Linked DNA regions of Oryctolagus cuniculus: region 2 is linked to region 1. A link is a contact called in public Micro-C data. All regions are on one chromosome and are shown on one strand. The core of a region is the stretch at or near the end of the contact, and the rest is flanking DNA. Distances in the headings are between cores, read along the strand shown. Region 1 has its middle 34 kb from the start of NLGN3. Region 2 holds the start of RHOGL (rho-related GTP-binding protein RhoG-like).

Evidence for each region. Hi-C and Micro-C count contacts between places; a contact is called where the count stands out from the background.
Region 2: a contact with region 1 is called in a Micro-C map of ear pinna, with 10 times the contacts expected there. The contact joins the promoter of RHOGL here to the enhancer-like site in region 1. A contact is called at or near these places in 3 of 6 Hi-C or Micro-C datasets (ear pinna, psoas muscle and an unstated tissue).

The regions. Positions count from the first base shown.
Region 1 is chrX:50,982,114-50,985,793 of mOryCun1.1, forward strand. No RefSeq gene overlaps it. Among named protein-coding and RNA genes, the nearest start is that of NLGN3, 34 kb to the left of the region's middle. Within about 2 kb of position 1,833, at least 8 of the 8 cell types and tissues checked have an H3K27ac peak or open chromatin away from gene starts, as enhancers often do. A contact at or near this core is called in ear pinna, where this site is marked.
Region 2 is chrX:51,153,464-51,157,143 of mOryCun1.1, forward strand. It overlaps RHOGL (rho-related GTP-binding protein RhoG-like), which reads left to right and starts at 1,844. Exons shown (of 2, transcript NM_001382224.1): 1 at 1,844-1,978.

The sequences.
Region 1 (3,680 bases), core at 583-3,082:
TAAGCGCCAGCACTTGCTCTCACGTGATCTCTCTCTCTCTCTCATAGACTTGATCAGACAAATTGTTCTGAGCCTCTAGGGTGGCCAAGGGAGTAACAGCAATAGGGTCTGGTTCCCCCAGGAGCTCCGATTTCAATGTTAACTTCTTCCCGAGTGGGCTGTCTACTGTTCTAGGATGACTGAGCTAGAATGACTCCTCCATAGATAAGCCTGCTCCCCTGAGGCTACACGTGGGATTCCTATAGCCCCTTTATTTTTTTTAAGATGTTATTTATTTGAAAGGCAGTTACAGAGCGAGAGGAGGGAGAGACAGAATCTTTGGTCGGCTGGGTCACTCCTCAAACACCTGCAACTGCCAGGGCTGGGCCAGACCACAGCCAGGAGCCAGGAGCTTCTTCTGGGTCTCCCACGTGGGTACAGGGGCCCAAGGACTTGGACCATCCTCTGCTTCTTTCCCAGGCACATTAGCAAGGAGCTGGATCAGATGAGCAGCAGCTGGGACTCAAATTGGAGCCTATTTGACTGAACCCACTATGCCACAGCACTAGCCCCTCCTATAGCCCCTTTAAAAGGTTGGGGAGGGGGAGAACCCGTGCCACAGAGAATAGAACAGATACACGGAAGCCCCTTTCCCCTCAAACCCCATTGCTGATTAGATGCAAAGCAGTCAATCAGGCTCAGACTGGAGGGGCCTAATGATGTCTGCCATAATGGGAGAGGGGGGGTTCTCTGTAGAGGGTAGATGGCTAGCCTCGAGCTGGCCAGAGCTGGTGAAAAGGTTCGTGTCTCTGCCACTCCCTCCATTCTCAGGGGCCCCTGAAGTCCACCTTTCCTAGCGTAGATTGCAGGTAGGGAGGTGCAGATCATCGCCGTGCAAAAGAAAGAAATCATCAGCTAGATGAGAATGCTTCTGCCTCCTTGCACACACACCAGCTCTGCCCTTTTGCTTACAACACCGAGGAGTCGGAGTGGAGGCCCCCCATCTTCACTGGCCAAGAAGAGAACAAGCCCCCTTTATCTTTTAGTTAAGACAGGGTTGCAATTTTTCAGAAATCGTATTAGCCAGCAAACTGAAGGATAAGAAAGTTAACAAAAGAACACACAAACCGGGTGATGAAGCTCACATATCTTATCCTGGATTAGCTACAGTTTAACATTAAAGGAACTTTTAACAGATACAAGGCACAGAACACCTAATCAAGTCCCCCCCCCCTTTTTTTTTCCAGCCACAGTATCTTGTCCAAACAGGAGAGAAGCCAGACATTACAGCAAACTGCCCGGGCTTGAGCCTGCCATAGCTCTAGTGAGATTCAGTCCCTGCTAATCAGCTTCCCACGTGGCCCCCAGTACAGAGACCCTGGTGGGTGCCTCCTGTCCTGAACACTTGCTGCAGTCATCCGGGCCCCTGAGTGTCCCCTACTTTCACCCACCCCTTTCAGGCTCCCGAGAGAGCCGAGCCCAAGTGAAACCCCACCCCTTCACGCAGCTTTAAAGACATCTTTTTAGGACAAGTGTTCTGACAAATGCCAATGTTCTCACGAGTCCAATTGGGGAGGGGGGGGTTAGAACTGAAACTGCTTCTGAAAAGCTGATCCTAGGGTGGCCGTTGCTATTGTTTTTAGTGAGCGTTTCGTTTCAGTGCCCCAAAGTGGCCATGTGACCTTGATGGCAAACGCCATCTTTCTCCGGTGCCCGCCTGCGCCGCATCACGCTCCGAGGACGGTTCGCTCGCGCTCGGTCTTTTCCGATTTCAAAGGCTTTGGACCGCCCACCAGGTCCCGTCTTCCGGTCTGAGGGGCCCAGGAGGTTCGCAGGTCATTTGCGGAGCAGCCGTGATTGACATGATCTGCCGCTAATGAGTGCTCGTCTCTTTCCCAGCTCAGATTTCTAGTTCCGCTCCCGCTCGCAGCTTCTTTTTGATGACTCATCCCTCAGATTCTTCGCACGCTCGCCTTCCGGAGGCAGCCCCGCCCCTCTCGTCCTTGCTCCCTGAGCTCCTAGCTGTCCCCCGCCCATCCTCCCCTGCTATAGGGGAACGATTTCTGTGAATCCTATCGGGTATAGTTTGGTGTTTTGTTTTGTTTTTCCCAGTGCCCTTTAAACGTAAAGAAGCAAAAAACACAATTTCCGCACAGGAAAGAGGACGTCCATTTCCTTATAAGGAGCTTAACCCTTGCCTGTTCTCTGAGATTCCCCGTGCACTTGATGGGAGTAGGAGAGGAAGGGACTATGGCGACGCTTCTTTCTGCCTGTTTCTAGTCTCTGGGTTCCTAGCAGAGGTCAGGTTGCCCCCTCCCAACAGGGGGGACATCAGGGAGGGATAGTTAGGCTTGGAAGTTTACAAACATTTCTGTGGGTCTCGTGGGCATCAGCAGCTGGCACATAGGGTAAGTTTGCTGCAGGCTGCAGCCCTAAAGAGGAAACAGATCTTTAGTCGTTAGTGGTGGCGGGGAGGGAAAAGGAAGAGCAAGAAAACTAGGGAACTGAGACTCAAACTAAGCAACTGCGCGGGGCTCAGAGCATTTACATAGGTAAAACGCATGGGCCCCTGCCTGTCCTCCATAGGGTCAAGTGCATTCAGAAGATCTCTTGACTGGCTGAATTTGTCCCCTTTGGGTTACGTCTTACAGTCCCAGGAGCCCTTTTCTCCTGGCACTATCATCACCGCCACTCTGCTGTGTGTCTTCCGCTCCAGCTAAAGCAGGTGATTGAAAGCTTCCAGTTTGACCTGGGTTTCACACTGCCGTGTATGGGGCTTTGTACATAGTGGGGGTCCCATAACTCCCTGACTCTGGATAGCAAACCAAAGACTAGACTCTGCGGTCCCTCAGTCTGCAGAGTGCTCAGACCCAGGCTTATCCTCCCAGGGAGCTTTGGCACCTGGGTCCCCCACCCACCCACCCACCCTTGGAGATGAGACTGATTTGCTTCTTCCAGAAACAAAGAAGGTTCTGGGCAATACGCAGGTACCTTCCTTTTCTAGTCCATCCTGGCTAGCCCCCTTGGGGGCCCCTTGGCTAAAATCCATGCGCGGCTCAGTTGCATTGTCCAGGCTTGCCCCTCGGGCCTCTGATGGGGTACAGAGTAAGTGGAGACACAAATCCTATTTCCTCCCCAGTCTCTGCTTCCAGCTCCTCTCCTTCGTCTCCATCACAAAACATTTCTGAGGTGTGTTTCTGTCTGAGGCCCTGTCTGTCCTCATTAGTTTCTACGCAGTCCTTGCTCTGACAATCAGGGGCTGAGTGACACTGAAAATGCAGAGCGCACATACACGTTGTGGCGGTGAGGGGGCGGAGAGAGAAGCAGTCTACTGTGCAAAATAGGTAATCAGAAGTGTTCACATCAGCCACACACCTGGGGGTCAGTGCAGTTTTGGGACGGAGGACACAGAATAAATGCCACGTAAGTGCAGTGGGGCTACGCAGTTGTGAGACTTTCAGATCTCTCTAGGCAGATTGGGACCACGCAGGCTATTGGCTGTCACCTGCAAAGGGTTCCTAGAGGAGGTGGGATTTCTGGAATAGCTGAGTGATGAAAACAAATGGCCACAAGGTGTGCGCATCCTGAGATGGGAGTGCGATTAGCAGATGGAGTCGAATTGGATCAGAGAACTGAATATGTAGTGATGTTCCTTCTCAGCCTTCCCTTTCGACACCCATCTATTGAGTGCCAATTCTGTC
Region 2 (3,680 bases), core at 594-3,093, 170 kb after region 1:
GGCAACAAATGATGGCTTGGGTTACTGTCACTCACACAGGAGACCCAGAGGGAGTTCCGGGCTGCTGGCTTCAGCCTGGACCAGTTCTGGCTATTGTGGGCATTGAGGGAATGAACCAGCAGATGGCAGATCTTTGTTTTTTTTTTTTTTTTTTTTTTTTTTTTATTTTTTTATTTTATTTTATTTTTTTTTATTTTATTTTTGACAGGCAGAGTGGACAGTGAGAGAGAGACAGAGAGAGAAAGGTCTTCCTTTGCCGTTGGTTCACCCTCCAATGGCCGCCGCTGCAGCCGGCGCACCGCGCTGATCTGATGGCAGGAGCCAGGATCCAGGTGCTTTTCCTGGTCTCCCATGGGGTGCAGGGCCCAAGCACCTGGGCCATCCTCCACTGCACTCCCTGGCCATAGCAGAGAGCTGGCCTGGAAGAGGGGCAACCGGGACAGAATCCGGCGCCCCAACCGGGACTAGAACCCGGTGTGCCGGCGCCGCAAGGTGGAGGATTAGCCTATTGAGCCACGGCGCCGGCTAGATCTTTGTTTTTCAAATAAAAATAAATAAATAAAACTTCAAAGTACAAGAAGAGAAAAAATAATGGTCAAAGTGGAAATCAGTGAAAGAGCAGAAAAACAAGAGGAAACTCAAAGAAACCAGATACACATTGTATACCAATGTGTGTTTTTTTAAGATTTTCTTTGTTAATTTGAGAGGTAGAGTTGCAGACAGTGAGAGAGACAGAAAGGTTTTCCTTCCGTTGGTTCACTCCCCAAATGGCTGCAACAGCTGGAGCTGCGCCAATCCGAAGCCAGGAGCCAGGTGCTTCTTCTGGGTCTCTCATGTGGGTGCAGGGGCCCAAGGACTTGGGCCAACTTCTACTGTTTCCAGGCCGTAGCAGAGAGCTGGATTGGAAGAGGAGCAGCTGGGATGAGAACTGGCATCCATATGGGATGCCTGCACCACAGGTGGAGGATTAACCTACTGTGCCATGGTGCGGGCCCCACACCAATGTTTCTTACAGCATTATTCACAATACCCACAGTTGTCAACAATCCAAATGTCCATCAACAGATGATAACAAAGGACAAATATGTAGTGTATGATTCCATTTATATGAAGTACCTAGAAGAGTCAAACTGGTAGATACAGAATGTTGATTAGAGGTTACCACTGGCTGGGGGGAGGGAGGAATGGGGAGTTATTGTTGAAGGGATAGAGTTTCTGTTTGGGGTGATGAGAGTTTTGGAAATAAGAGTAGTGAGGGTTGCATAACGCTGCCAATGTACTTAATGCCTCTGAATTGTACACTTAAAATGACTAAAGTGGCAACTTTTTAACATATTTTACCACAAAATATGAAGTTAAGAATGCAATATACCAAAAGCCATTGACTTGTACACTTTAACTGGGGCAGTTACGTGGTATGTTTATCTGTCTGTACACACACACACATCTGAAGGAAGCTGTTCAAAAAGTACATATTTATATAAAACTCTAGCAAATGCAAACATACATGGTGACAGAAAGCAGCCCTAATTTGCTCACTACCCCAGTTTCTTGTATTGTTTCCCTTTTTGCAAATACTTTCTCAGGTCTTAGCGTCTTTATATTAACACTGGTCCTGGGTAAAAAGCAGAGATCTGGGGAAGGGAGTGTGGTCTGGCTTATCCAAGGGGAGGCTTGGGGACCTCTCCACCCGCTAACTGGTGCCGAATCTAACTAGTCGAAGACTACCGAGACCTTGATTGCCTTGAAAGTGTGATCAGACGCCTGCGCCTTGTAGACAGAGCGCCGAGCCTGGAACTCCACTTCCCAGGAGGTCTCGGGGCGTCGAGTGAAGGCTGCGTCTGCTGACTGGGTGGGACTCACTCGCTACCCGGATGTGGCACCGAGCTCGCTGAGCCTGCGGGGTCCAACTCTAGCCGCCCGGGAGGCTCCGCGAGCCGTGTGGAACGGCGCTGGAGAAAGTGCAGACTTTTCCCGGGTAACCTTTATTGAAGAATCCCCCAGCTGACCCTCAATTCCAGCCTTCTCGCCGCGAGTCTCTCCATTCCCCGAGATGGTTGCTTTAGTGTGTGAGCCACTCCCAGGAGGGAAGGAATTTGGGGGTGGGGTGAGGGGTGTGTGTGTCGGGGACAAGGAGCCGGCTCTTCCTGTCTGAATCTGATGCGGGGAGGGGGAGGGGATCTCTCGGTCCCAGGCTCCCGGGTCCACATCAAGTTCTGGAAGCAGCTACCTTTAGTGGTGAAGGACGTGTGGACCTGCTGAGCGGGCTCATAATGTTGGGGTTGTTGGGTCACCAGGGTTGCCTGTCCTGTTCCGTTTCCAAGTGCAAGATACTCTGTCCTGGCTCAGAGCTGAGGAGTGTTCAGTCGCTTCCCTCGCCCCCGAGGGTTGGTCCTTTGACCTTTCCTGACCCAGAGCAGTCAATCTGCCTGCCTTGTGGGGAGCTTTGCCTAATCTAGTACATAACTAAATGGCAGAAAGTGGGACTCACGCTGAATTCTTTTAGCTACAGGAAGTTAGAGAGAGTGAGGGATTTTGAGCGCATGGGGGAAGGTTGAGACTGCAAGAATGCTGCAAACAGCTCTGCTTGAGGGTGCGCCCTTCTTGACCGTCGGGGCTTTTGTATTATGTGTTCAGCCTAGGATAAACTGACCACTGGGTTTACCGTGCGTGAGAAAGGATGCTGTATAGGGTGTGTGAAAGTGCCTAGCACTCTGAACCTGTAATTTCCCTTTATCTCTGCATAGCAACTTTTTTTTTCCTGGGCCCACACATCACTCTGCATTCTTTGCCTTTTTAATGCAGATCCTGCTTTTGCTGCCAAACTTGTTTCTAGCCTTCTGGGAGTCTTTCTGTCTCTTCCCACCTCTCCCAACCCAGTCACTTTTTTTTTATTTTTAAAGAGTTTTGTTCATATTTTTATTTAAAGTTTCTTTTTCTTTCTTTTTTTTTCTTTTTTTTTGACAGGCAGAGTGGACAGTGAGAGAGAGAGAGACAGAGAGAAAGGTCTTCCTTTGCCATTGGTTCACCCTCCAATGGCCGCCGCGGCCGGTGTGCTGCGGCCGGCGCACCGCGCTGATCTGAAGGCAGGAGCCAGGTGCTTCTCCTGGTCTCCCATGGGGTGCAGGGCCCAAGCACTTGGGCCATCCTCCACTGCACTCCCGGGCCACAGCAGAGAGCTGGCCTGGAAGAGGAGCAACTGGGACGGAATCCGGTGCCCCGACCGGGACTAGAACCCAGTGTGCTGGCGCCGTAAGGCGGAGGATTAGCCTAGTGAGCCGCGGCGCCGGCCCCAGTCACTTTTTTTTTTTTTTGACGCCGGCGCCGCGGCTCACTAGGCTAATCCTCCGCCTTGCGGCACCGGCACACCGGGTTCTAGTCCCGGTCGGGGCGCCGGATTCTGTCCCGGTTTCCCCTCTTCCAGGCCAGCTCTCTGCTGTGGCCTGGGAAAGCAGTAGAAAATGGCCCAAGTCCTTGGACCCTGCACCCACATGGGAGACCAGGAGGAAGCACCTGGATCCTGGAGTCAGATCGGCTGGGCCGGCTGTAGCGGCCATTTGGGGGGTGAACCAAAGAAGACCTTTCTGTCTCTTTCTCACTGTTTAACTCTGCCTGTCGGAAAAAAAAATTTTTTTTGAAATCCTTTAAAAAATTCCTTCTAACAGCACACTGCCAGCATG